Linked DNA regions of Salmo salar: region 1 is linked to region 2. A link is a contact called in public Hi-C data. All regions are on one chromosome and are shown on one strand. Each heading gives the region's core, a stretch centred on a gene start, on an enhancer-like site or on the middle of the called end of the contact. The rest is flanking DNA. Distances are from core to core; before and after follow the strand shown.

Evidence for each region. A called contact is a pair of places that touch in the nucleus more often than the background predicts.
Region 1: a contact with region 2 is called in a Hi-C map of muscle, with 4 times the contacts expected there. The contact joins the enhancer-like site here to the promoter of cdin1 in region 2. A contact is called at or near these places in 2 of 3 Hi-C or Micro-C datasets (gill and muscle).

Annotation. Positions count from the first base shown.
Region 1 is chrssa01:33,620,384-33,627,146 of Ssal_v3.1, forward strand. No RefSeq gene overlaps it. Among protein-coding and RNA genes, the nearest start is that of cdin1, 91 kb to the left of the region's middle. Within about 2 kb of position 2,333, at least 1 of the 13 cell types and tissues checked has an H3K27ac peak or open chromatin away from gene starts, as enhancers often do. A contact at or near this core is called in muscle, where this site is marked.
Region 2 is chrssa01:33,529,069-33,536,193 of Ssal_v3.1, forward strand. It overlaps cdin1 (CDAN1 interacting nuclease 1), which reads left to right and starts at 3,227. Exons shown (of 12, transcript XM_014193760.2): 1 at 3,227-3,264; 2 at 3,572-3,690. The coding sequence starts at 3,590.

The DNA of each region.
Region 1 (6,763 bases), core at 1,083-3,582, 90 kb after region 2:
GAGCTTTGTATGTGTTTTTGTGTGTGGAGTAAAGGTGATGTAGAGTTTTTTAGCCTCTAGTTGCACTGGTGACATGCTGATAGAAATGAGATAATACGGATTTCAATATCCCTGTATTAAAATCCTTGGCCACTAGGAGCGCCCTGCTGGGGGAGCATTTTCTTGTTTGTTTATGGACTTACACAGCTCATTGAGTGCGGTCTTAGTGCCAGCATTGGTTTGTGGATGTGACTAAACACCTACCTAAAAATATAGATAAAGTCTCTTGGTAAATAGTATTGTTGGTGGATGAGATGAGTTCCCCCCTCTTACAATGTAAAGAACTTTGAAACAAGTAATTACAAGCATCGATTGTATGTCAATACAATCCAGTTTATAAATACAATCCATTGACACTGGTGATCTATAGAAGAGTCGAGGTTCAGGGACTTTTTTGTAAAAGGTTTCAACTTGGTGGCTGCAGTGAGCCTTACATTATTTCCAATTCTGCATTAGCTCTGCATTACTGTATATAGTGAAAAGCTTACTTTTTATTGGATATTAAAACACAAATTCCAAGCCTTATTAACCTGTACTGAGAATCCCATGTGTCAGATCAGGGTGGTTTCCCTCACCGCTGCCCAGTCTGTTTAGTTTGGGCCCGTAGGCCAAAGGAAGTCTACAATCCGCTCTGAGCTGTGTCTCGTCTTGGCCCAATCTCCCCGCCGTTCCCGCTGTTTTATCTCTCTCCAACCAAGCTGCCAGATAGACTGCTGAGACAGAAAGAGCGAGCAGGCGAAAAAGAGAGACAGACTTCCTCAGCGGTCCTTGGTTATTTATGGTGAAGGAGCTCTGGCCTGAATCTGCCCCAGGCTTCGAGATGCTCTTCCATGGGAGTTTCCCTGCCTGCTCAGCCTCTCCCCACCAGGAAGAGATCCACTGCTGGAAATAAATAAGGTTTCAGATTGGCCCAAGCCAGGTCCAGAATAAAAGCATGTTTTGGAGATGGGTCGAGTAACATCAAGGGGAATCGGTACTCTCTCAATACAGGCCTCCAGTGGAAGATTTTTTAAATTTCACATTTCTGTTTGTTAACAGTGCCACTAATCAAAGTTTATTATTCAAAGAACAAGAATGACTCATGGGAAAAGTGAGATTTCAAGATTGACAGTTTGATTACTAGTTTGGTGGAGGCCTTATTGACAGGGTAGGGGGTTCCATGTGTGTTCGAAGGGAAGCTGGACAACGGTTACACATCCAGGTCAAGTGGATGAAAGGGGGTAGAATGACTCACTGACAATGTGGGACAAGTAGGGACACAGTCCTCAGCTTTGGGAGAGACCAGACGTGATAGGAGATCACATGCACCTCAACACTACCCAACGCTTGGCCACTAAAATATTCCCATTTCTGTGATGGCCTTAAATGAGCAGCTTGGTGTATCGGTTTAAGCCCTTCTGGTAACATAAGTCACTTCCTGTTAAAAGTGACCTCCAGTTAGTGGAAACCCAAATATCTGGGATGTGCATACTATGTTAGAACGTTGAAAGGTGTTGACTGGGGCTTCTTGCTAAGTGAGGTATTGAGTTTTAACTCGAGTGACCATTTGTAAAAACAGTGAGCTTGAGGTGTAGCCATGACTTCAAATAAATCCAAGACACATATTTGGAGTTCCTCCTTGTGCGGTGTCATACACTGTGTGTCTGTATGCATCGTTAAGGGCCATGATGTTTCTTTCAGGCTGAAGCTGATAAGCCGTACATCGCCATATTTACTGTGGCTGTATTTGCTTGTCGGCTTTGATTTGTCCCTTTTGCTGTAAATTGTATTGACGTGGAGGAATAAAGAGGAGGAGAAGAGAGAAAGAGACCTTTGATTGGAGTGGTGGAAGGAGTGAGGTTTGGTTTACGGTGGTGATGGAGAAAAGAGGGTAAGGGGGGTAGAGAGAGAGAGCCTGCATGGAGGCTGCAGCAGTAGCATTGCCCATCTGAAAGGTCAGACCCCCTGAGTGGCATTTGGACTCTGACAGAGGTGACCCAGATAGTGTGTCATCTCTCCTTCCCAGCGTGGGTCCAGCCCAGACCCAGTGACCTACCGGCCCACACCAATGCATGGGGGAAGGGAAGACGACTAGGGGGTGGGGGGGAATAGGTCTTTCTGACATTTTAAAAGTAAAAAAAAATGAGGTAGGAAAATGTGATTCTGGGAGGTGGAGGGAGGGGGGGTGAAGAGGTGATGGTGGAATCTGATACAGGAAAAACAAACGCGGGCAGACCCTCCCACTAGCCCTCCGATTGTGAGCGCCAGAGCCTGATGAGAGCTGTCACTGGCTTGTTATTATGAAATAAATATACTTAGGAGCTGGTGGAGGGGTGGGGGAATGATGCTGACGCCGATGGTGGCCATGGAGATGGGGGGGTAGTAGTATTATGGGCTGTCTCAACCACAGGCTGTGATTAGTGACGATAGCAGAGAGCAGAGCCTCGGACCCGAGACAGAGCCCAATCAGAACCCGCTAATACTGTTGATAGCAGGGCCTGCCTCTCTCTGCGTACTGCACCACCCCACTCACCCCACTCACACTCATTCATAAATACGTAGCCTAGCTTTTGTCAAAACCAGCCCTGTGATCATTTATCAGTGTGTGATAAATCCTGGCCAGAGATCCTAACACTGAGATGAGACATTATGTACTGCCCCTGCTTCGTTTTGGAACTGTTTGAAAAGGCAGATGTGATTGGTTATTTTATTAAATTGTTGCCAGTGGGAACATAATATTTTTGTGCTGGAAAATTGTGGAAGGGCAAGGGTGGAGGGATGGAGGAGCGCTGGAGCTAGACAGGAGGCTAGCCGGAGGAGTGGAGACATGGAGGGAGGGGTGGGGATGTCTTTTTGGTGATGTTTTATGAGCATTTTGTTGGGCCTGGCTGTAGCGAACAATTAACTGTTTGGCTGCGAGCGTCGTGTCGGCTCCTGTGCTCTCCGTCTGAGAAATGGGGGCAGTTTGTCACTTTTACAACTCATTTTCAACCAAAACACTCCACCACCACTCTGGGGCTGGATCCAACCTCGCCACCATATCCTTGAGTTCCCCGTGACAGATAAATGAACACCACACCAACACATCCTGTATCTACTACAGTTGACTTATGGGAGGTCACCTTGCACAGGGATCACTTGTGCCATTCATTTTTAGAGATGCAATGATGTCACATTGCGTTGGAGGTTTATGGGCCTAAAAAGACTTGTTGCTGCGATATAAAATAATCACCATTACTGTTGTCTACATCTGGTTTTGTTTGCATATGCAGATAACGTAAACAATGGACGAATAATGAGATGTGAAGCATCTTATTCAGATGTCACAGCTCACTTAAACCCCATGGCCCTGTTGTAAAGGAGTTGTAATGGTCTGTTCCCAGTGGGTTAGAGAGAAACCCTAGCCAGGCCATTCAGGTGTGCTGCAATAAAGTGCTTTTCACTTTCTGAAGACTTCCTGTCTCCAGTGGCATCCTCCGTTTCCTCCCCCACAGTCAGACAACAGGCTTTCTATTGGCCCAGCCACTCTTTATAACAATGGCCTAGTCCCCCAGGTATTGCTCTACCTAGACACAGATAAGATAGCCTCTCTTTGCCAATAATAAGAGCTATCTGGATATTGACAGCAGTTGAGAAACAAGCCTGACTTGTTTGCCATTCATCCAGTTTTTTATCATTGTGGAAGACTGTGTGTTCAAAGCACTGCGCCCCTGTGGAGTGGCTGGAGACCCAAATAGCCTTAAGTCATAGTTTGGACATCCCCCGTTGCTATTTATTGCCACCAGCTGTGGTGATGGGCTAAAAAAAAAGTTATTGACACCAGCCATTGCTTTTCAGCGCTGGAGCTTCCGACTGCTAACAGGCTCCTGCTATCTGTGCCCTCGGCCTCCCTGCCTCCCTCGGACCCCACTCTACGCTGGTCCGCGCACACACACACACACACACACACACACAGGATGGATGTTGCAGATGTAGGTGTTTTTTTTCTGTCTATGACATGAATTAGCCATGCAGGATAACACACCTCTACAACAGTGTTTCAGTGACTAGATACATAAAGGATGTAAATTAGACCTAACATTACTAGTCATGACAGGAAAAATACACTGTCTGGGTTTTTTATTCAGGTGCTTTTTAGGCTACTGAGTTGAGAGAACCTGCTGCTGAATGGATTTGGCCTAAATAAACTGCTCATCATTAATGACTGAAGTATAATGGCACATTTATAAGGAAGTCGATTCAATTAATGAAAATGGGCAGGCCAGGGTTTTAAAAAAATACACCGAGGTTTTGCTGGTATCTTCTTCCACCTCCCAAAGTAACAGTATTTCCGTTGAGATTAGAAAGCCCGGCAGGCTGGGGGGATGCCTGCCCCGGCATAATGCATTTTCGATTCAATCACGGATTGTTTTGAGTGGACATGTCTCACACGCACGAACGTGGATGTCCTAAATTAGCGACCAGCTCACCCAAGTCGAATGACAGCGTTGACATGCTGATTTAGGGTGGGAAATGTCAAGAAATAAATTGATTGACATAGCATTTATTTGATCGAAATGATAAAACATATTAAATCAAATCTCATTAAGATTGCTTAGCTGCAAGAAGTTCTAAGACATTGAGGCTAATTTATATAGTGTGTAATATGCATCTATTTTAATGTTATCCGACGCATCCTAAATGTCATTCTTTAGGCCTATCTTAAACTTTCTGCTCAGTGTTTTCTAAATATGACGGGACATTCGATTATTTAAGCATTATCTTTGAATATCTTTTCCGGGGTTGTGTGCGGTCGTTAACTAAATGGCCATTCCTAATTTGACCAGATTTGTCTCGAAAATGTGTGCTTAATCTCGTTATGGAGTTCACCGCTGATTTTACCATTTCTGAGTATAACCGTTTTTTTCCCTCCGAGTGAGCAGGCAGAAATGTTGGATATGAAAGTACCCCCAAAATAATCTTGTAATATGCGTTTACACTGTTAATCTTTAGAGAAAAAAAATGTTCTAACAAATTTCAGTGGCTTTAATAAATTCATTCAGTAGCCAAGTGCACAATATCCGTATTCATTCATCTTTACCCTAAAATGTTGCTATATTTAAAAATAATAATAACGAATAATAATATGGTTAATAATAATAAAAAAAAAACGTGTTATTATTTCCCTTGGAATATTGTGTATTTAACAAAGTAATGAAATCAATTTATTCTCTCTCTATCCTTTAACATTTCCTCTCCCCTTAAGGAACATGTTGAAGAGGGAAATGTATAAATCAGATTGGGCATGTCCACGTTCAAGTGGCACCGACTCTACCTCTTCCTATCTGGTTTCTCTCTCCCCCTCTATCTTTCGCCTTGTTCGGGTACACCATCACTATGTTTTGAAAAATAAGGAGCGGTTTGTACTGCCATCCGAGAAGATAATGGTTACTGATTCCATTCTTTCAGTCATAATCTTAAAGTGTGCTAAGATTAATGGTCGTCGCGTTAGCTACTCGGCGCAGGGTGCTTCTGGTTCACTGCTGTGTGACTTTAGCCATGCTGTTTACTCTTGAGCCTGACAGTCCTGAGTAGACATGGCTCCTTGCCTGGTTTGGTTATGGTGTTTGAAACCTCACTAGAATACACGAAGGAAAGGGTTGGCCTACTACACACCGGAATGAGAAGCCTCGCATAAGGAGGTCTATACCTGTGAGTAAATAGATGTTAAGAGTCTTTAGGGGTCATCTATATGAACAGGATCGTCGTAGCTGTGGACGCTGAGACTTCAGATACACCTATAGGCCTATTGACCATTGTTTTGGACAATTTTGTTTACGTTTTAATAAAACGTCATGGCCACCAAGAAGCAATATGTGGTAAGGATTGTGTGACAAAAATGCATCGAAATGCTTTGCAAATTAATGATAAATCATCAATCACGGGGAGATATGTGATTTATATGTAGGCTACGGTATTTGACTTTCCTAGTAAATGCTAAATATGAAAGCAAGCACCAGATTTGAAAAAAATACTAGGCTATAGCAAAGTACGCACTCTCAATAGGCCTATTTGCTATACACAAACATTGCAAGAAATAACTTTCCAAAATGTTGTCAAATTTTCGATACGCCATATTTAAATGAATCAAGATAACCTAATTGGAAACATTATAATAACATGCGTGTATGGGGAGGAAGAACAAACGCAGCTCAGTGCAGTATGAACACATTATTTTCTCTTCCAGAAGGGGTCGCCATGATGTTGCACAGTGCCCAGGGGTCCGCTTGTACTCTGTAAAGATGGGGGAAAGAATCTCTCTCTTTCTCTCTCTCTCTTGCTGCCTGTCTCTGCTCTCACTCCCTCTCTCCCCGTATCTCCTTCTCTCCTTTCTCTAGAAGCGCCATTCCATTGCCAGAGCCCTTCTGTTGTTTACAGTTGTCGTGAAATGTCTCACTTTGCTGCCCTAAACTCCCCGCAATATATTTTTTTAACCTTGTTTTTGTTCAAATAGGTGTAATAATTAACATAAATCCATGTTAGGTACACAACGACGAATTATCAACATTTTTCCGCCTGTTAGTTCCGCCAAAAGAGGCAAGATTTATTTGCAGAATCTTGAAGTCCTCGAGCTATGAACCACGATTATTTCAGTGGAAAACTGTTGAAATGTTGAAAACCTTTAAGCCCATGTAACACTCAGCATTACGGAAGGCAACCTAATGAGGAAATATCAGATCGTCCTGCCCGAGGCTTGCTTAATTAA
Region 2 (7,125 bases), core at 1,977-4,476:
AACACATGTCTTGTCTTCCTTGATGTAAAATATGGATATGGGAATTTCAGGGGCAGTCATGCTGTTAGGGGGGATGTTTTTTCCAAACGCACGAATATGATACCTTGCTAATACTACAGGCATTTCCTGGTTATGGCTTGCCTCACGTTTAAACTGTGATTTTTTTTAGAGCTAAGAAACCTAGACTTCCTGATGATTGGAGAGAATTTCTGTGGTGGAGAGGTGAAGTCACTGACTGTGCAAACAGTGGGAAAAAATGAAAGATTATAACAATATGGCTGCTGGTGTTCTATTACAAAATTGTACCTCGTATGGCGAATGATATAATATCATTGAAGATGGTAAGGTCCAATGTGTGAGGAGACAGGGGGAGAGTGCAATTTCCTTAAACATAGCATGATGTGTAAGGGAAATTAAAGAAGCTCACAAATCCTCCTCAGCATCAAACAGTTATGCATTGATAAAATCAATAAAGAAGCATGATTACTTTCTCTCTCTCTCTCTGTCTTTATCTCACATGAACATGAACACACACACACACACACACACACACACACACACACACACACACACACACACACACACACAGAGCCAAGCTCTCTGTCCGCTGCTAGCAGAATGTAAATGTTTCCCAGGCATTACGGTGTATAGCTAATTGCCATTACTAGGACGGTGCTTAGCACTACAATGGTGTGCCGAGAGCTGTGGAGCAGAGATCAGTGCAGCGTCTCCTGGATATCAGAGGGAAACATCCTTTGTAAATTCATCTCCCACTGTGAGCAGGCTTCACAGCTGGTTAACGGCACTGTGTGTACCGCTGCCCTGTTTACACACTGCCTCCAAAGCACTCCTCTCCTCTCTTCCCTGCATCCCCTCGCTCTTCTCTCTATCCCTCGCTCCTCTATCTTGCTCCCCTCACAGCTCCCTTCACAGCCTGCTGTGGATCTCACTGTGTGAGACATACACACACACGAGCACACAGACTAACACACGCACACACACACACTGTACATACTGTACATCCAAGAACACAGAACTGCTCTGATCCCAGCCTTTGGAGCCATTACAGTACACTGCCTTCCCAACCTCTTCCAGATTTTGATCTTTTTATACCATCACATTACATTGCTCTTTTATACTACCTATTACACATGCTGCTCCCCACCAAAAAACCCTGATCCTTTGATACCTAGACGGGTAAACTGCTCCAGCCGCCCCTGACCTCAGCCTTTTATGGCAATCAGACGAGACTGCCTCAGAGGCCCTGATTTTATCTCCTCATACTAATCCCAGTACACTGCTCCCTTTTGTAGCACATCACGGTGCACTGAGCCCTTTTTGTCCCCGAGACCAGGCTGGTTCACACAACCCCCAGACCGGGGCTCATCACAGCCATCATACTACACTGCCCCACAACAATACAGCTTTATTTTGATACACCACAGGTCAGGTCAGAGTGAGTCTGGCTGGCCCGTGACACCTTTGTGTTCGCCATAAAGGGAAAACCACGTTATACAATGTACTAATGCCATGTGCTGGAGGTGTAGTGATGTTATGATAAAGTATTGATATAATCCTATGATTCGGGACATAATAAAATATGAAAGAAAAATAGGTTGATCAATTTGTTTTTCTTTTATCATTTGTTGTGATTTAGAGATGTAATTCAAGTTATGAAATGTTTTATAATCTTTTAAGCTCCAGACCATTCTAGTGTAACAGAAAATCTAACGTTTGCCTATTGTACAAAATGTAATAAATAGTCACCATAGAAATGACTCAATTATATTTCTGTAGCCAGCTTTCCTTCTATCAGGTACCTGTAAATGAAGTCTGTGTGTGTTTGTGTGTGAGAGAGATTATATTAGTCCAGACTGTGATTTAGCACTGCTCAGAGATGAATTACACAATAAGACCATTGTAAAAAAAAATAATAAGATATTGATATGACAAAGTAGACCTTAAAAAGAGAGCACTCAATACCTGCATTATATAACATAGTCAAATACAATTAGGCCTACCCACAACTTCCCTAAAACCAGAGTACCGCTGGTTTTAAATACTTATATTATATTTTAGCCATAGATCATGTCTGTACTCATACGATATTACATTTTGAGAATGATATTTGCAGTAAAATAATAGGCTGAATACTTTATTATTTGTGTAGGCTTGTGTCCCCAAATAAAGAGGGCAATTCACTTCAGGCACACACTTCTGCACTAAGCTCAATACCCTGCTTTTACAAATCTTCTGAGTGTTGTCTAGTATATCATTATTCACAATCCCAGCTAAGTGTTCCTGTCACGGACACTCGGAGTATAAACTATGAAGAGCTCAAATGAAAGAAGATATAACACATCAATAAATGATGCCTGCCTGCCCCACAGTACCTACTCTAACTTGTTACACTTTCCCTCCAGACTTCATAAGAGCCAAAGTGTGCCCCAACCAAAGACTACTTTTAAAGACTAAAGTTTTCTAAACTACTCCATACGGAACCTGATCTGGAGTCAGTGGGGAGGGACAGCTTGGGATGTCGCTGGGGTTTTGGAGTTAAAAGGAATCCACTTTGTATTCATGTCTAAAAATCCAGATCTCCTGTCTTTAATTCCAAATCTCTTTAAATCACCCTTTGGCAGAAAAAGAGGATTACAGGGTTTTGGAAGGTGTTGATACATGGCTATGCTTGAGGGGGGTGTACAACTCTACTACTTAGAGGACATCAGTTTATAATAGGCAGTTTTGTAATATATAGTTTAATTTCCAGATAATCGTAAAAATATAAAAATTATTCAGGTTGTCATTGTGAAAAACGTTCCAAGTTAATGTATTTTTTTTTCTATACTTTTTTTTAATGTATGCTTTTCCTTTAAATTCAGCTATTTTAGGCTATCAGAAAAAAATGATAAAAATGTGTTTTTTATTTTGTTGTAGGGTTCCATTTATTGTTTAGGCTACTAGTATATATAATTCATTATAATGAAAGAGTACCATGCATTCGTCTTGAATGCAGCATCATTTGTCCCACTGTATGCATTTCCTACCTATGCGAATGTATTGCTATGATATTACAGGTGATATTTTCCAAATCTGTCAAAGAAAGTTAACCAAGTCTTTTAGGTTTGATGGTGCTGTTGTTGGTATTGAATCACTGAAGCAAAGACTGCAGCGAGCCTATCCCTTGCCGGTATACTCAGCTCTTGCAATATAGACCAATGGGAGAGCTTTTCATACTGACGTGTGTGTTTTAACTTTCTCGCGGTAAGAAACCAGGAAGTGTATTGTGCTCCTTGCATTTATTGTAATAACATTGTTTTATATAGCATAGTTTTTTCCTGTATTATCTTGACTCAGCATTGCATGCAGTAGCTATTATTAAACTAGCGGACTATTTACTATCGTTTATGTTACCGATTTGAAAGAGTTTGATACGCTGAACAACATTGGTAGCTAAACAGCTAACACACGAACGTTAGTTAGCAAGCAATTTCACAGCTGATTTTGCCATTGCGAGCTGATATCACAACTTGCACGTTTTTGATTGTTGTCTTGTCTTTTATTTGTTTAGCCACGCAGATTATTAAAAATGAAGCTGTCTCGAGCTGAATACAAGGAGATAGTGAAATGCACCGAACATTTGAGACCCACGCGTCAGTGTATGACTATACTGAGGCAAAGATTTCCAAAGTAAGTGATGCATGTTTCAATATAGTTTAGCCTGTTGATATTGTCATCAACTTTTGCAATGTCCTTGATGCTTGTTGTCCTACTGTATGAGCCTATCCCTGCATAAGTTTGTAGCTCGAAGCTGTTACGAGCTTTTCGGCACATTCCATAGCTAACGGGATTTCCACATAACACGATCATTCGGATAGCCATGCTAGCCTCGCCCTCATGTGAGTGTTAGCAAGCAGGCTAGTTAGTGCTACAGACTGGTCTCATAGATTGGACGTAACATAGTAAACGTAAAACAGGAACCTCAAATTAATGTTACGTTTGGTATGTTTACATAAGAGTTACTTAAGACAAAATAAAAAGGAGGGTGGTTGGGTGAGCTTATAACGCGAACGTCTAGCCACCCCAAAGGTTGTGTGTTCAAATCCCATCACTGATAACTTTACAATTATAGTTAATTAGCAAGTACTTACAGTAGCATGTTAACTAAACCTTCCCTTAACCATTTTAGCTAACCCTTCTGTTAACCAGGCCTGGGCAATTCCAGTCCTTGGGGGCCTGATTGGTGTCACACTTTTCCCCCATCCCTAGCAAATACACCTGATTTAAACAATTGCATTTTTAACTGAAGATCATGATTAGTTGATTATTGTAGTCAGGTGTGTTAGTTGGGGCTGGGGAAAAGTGTGTCACCTATCAGGCCCCTGAGGACTGGAGTTGCCCAGGCCTGCACCCTAACCTTAACCCTAACCCCTAGTGGTAGCTAACGTTAGCCACCTAGCTAACATTACCCACAATAAATTGGAATTTGTAACATATCATACGTTTTGGAAATTCATAACATTAAAACAAATTGTAATTAACATATCATACGACATGGAAGCTGGACATCCAACAGTTAATACATACCAAACGTAACATACCTTACTACACTGAACAAAAATATAAATGCAACAATTTAAAATATTTTTCTGAGTTACAGTTCATATAAGGAAATCATTGAATTGAAATAAATTCATTGGGCCTAATCTATGGATTTCACAGGACTGGAAATATAGATATGCATCTGTTGGTCACAGATAACTTCAAAAAAAAAAAAAAAAGGGTAGGGGCATGAATCAGAAAACCAGTTAGTGTCTAGTGTGACCACCATTTGCCTCATGCAGCGTGACACATCTCATTCACATAGAGTTGATCAGGCTGTTGATTGTGGCCTGTAGAATGTTGTCCCACTCCTCTTCAACGGCTGTGTGAAGTTGCTGGATATTGGTGGGAACTGGAACATGCTGTCGTACACGTTGATCCAGAGGATCCCAAACATGCTCAATGGGTGACATGTCTCCTGAGTATGCAGGCCATGGAAGAACTGGGAAATTTCCAGCTTCCAGGAATTGTGTACATATCCTTGTGACATGGGGCTGCGCATTATCATGCTGAAACATGAGGTGATGGCGGCAGATGAATGGCACGACAATGGGCCTCAGGATCTCGTTCACGGTATCTCTGTGTGTCCAAATTGCCATTGATAAAATGCAATTGTGTTTGTTGTCCGTAGCTTATGCCTGCCCATATCATAACCCCACCGCCACCATGGGGCACTCTGTTAACAAATGTTGACATCAGCAAACCGCTCGCCCACACAACACCATACACGTGGTCTGTGGTGGTGAGGCCAGTTGGATGTACTGCCAAAGTCTCTAAAACAACATTTGAGGCAGCTTATGGTAGGGAAATGAACATTCAACGCTGTTGCAACAGCTCTGGTGTACATTCCTGCAGTCAGCATGCCAATTGCACGCTCCCTTAACTTGCTACATCTGTGGCACTGTGTTGTGACAACTGCACATTTCAGAGTGGCCTTTTGATGTTCCCAGCATAAGGTGCACCTGTGTAATGATCATGCTGTTTAATCAGCTTTTTGTTTTACCACACCTGTCAGGAGGATGGATTATCTAGGCAAAGGAGAAATGCTCACTAACAGGTATGTAAACAAGTGTGTGCCCAAAATTTGAGAGAAATGAGCTTTTTGTGCGTATGGAACATTTCTGGGATCCTTTATTTCAGCTCATGAAACATGGGACCAACACTTTACATGTTGCGTTTATATTTTTGTTCAGTGTAGTAATACATTTATGGTTTTAGAAACATTACAAAGCATGCCCATCTGGGTTTTTGGTGTAAATATGGCTGTTAAAAAAAATCTGAGTGACATCAACCCCATAATGACAAAACAAAAATAGGTTTTTAGAAATTTGTGAGAAAGGAAAACAATATATATATATTTTTTATGACATTACATTCATTGTTATATTTAGAGTTAGTGATCTAGTTAATGGGTTTTGAGTTTTCACTTAGGTGGTGAATTAGCCCCTAATAAATTAGCCTATGATATTAGTGCACATAAAGATGTAGGCAAATTCATCTCTATTGAACTAAATCAGACCATTCTGGAGAAATGTAAAAAATAAAATAAACACAGGCTGATTGTCAACCGAAAATGCATGAAAATCACTGTATTAGGTTGCACATAAAAATATTTAGAATCACAATATCAAAAGATAAAACAACTTATTTGTTGAATACCATCTCAGTAGTCTATTATACTTTTTAATAAAGCACTTTATTAAATTACTTAAGACAATACTACATTTTTATGTTGCGTGACGCAGCGAGAGAAACAAAAATTGTGTGACCAAATCATGGGTTGGTGCCACGAACTGAAAAATGTTATTCTGGAGCCCTGTCTGAGTGGGAAGGGGAAACCTGAACTAGCTCTTATTGGCAGGGAGGTTTGGAACTCTCTTCAAAACATTTTTTTTATTGGTCTATTAACTAATTTAACACCTGGTGCTGTCACCAGGCATGCCAAAACTCCTCCCATTAAAACAGGCTGAAATGTATTTTCAAACAGCTCTTACACTAAAAGGGAATCATTTTTACAATTTCACAGTATTATTCCAACTTCATAGTGTGGCAATATATAGAAAACATAGGGAATTACGTTTTTGACTGCACTGGGCCTTTAAATGACAGTAGAGGTTCTGCCTCTGCAACATAGCATGCTGTTGACTCCCACACCAGTAGGCAGAAAATATCAATACAATGAAAACTGCACATTTTCATGCATTCATTGTGTTACGTATCAGTAAGTTTAAATGAATATTTATTGCACTGGTTGTTGTAATTAATTAGCAATAGATACATCTTCAATTATGTAGGCTGTTATATTAAAGGCAAAAATTTGTGCATTTATTTCAATATACTCTGTCCATAATGTCCTACTAAATTCAGCCTCATTAAGAAATAATCCATAGACAGTACTTTTCAATGTTTCTGCATTGAATTTCATTACATCAGCGAGCCAGCCTCTCCTCTGGTCCACTATGTAGCTGGCTGCATGTTCAGAAATATAAGCGGGGGTTAATGGCTGTGTTGCTTTTCTCCATG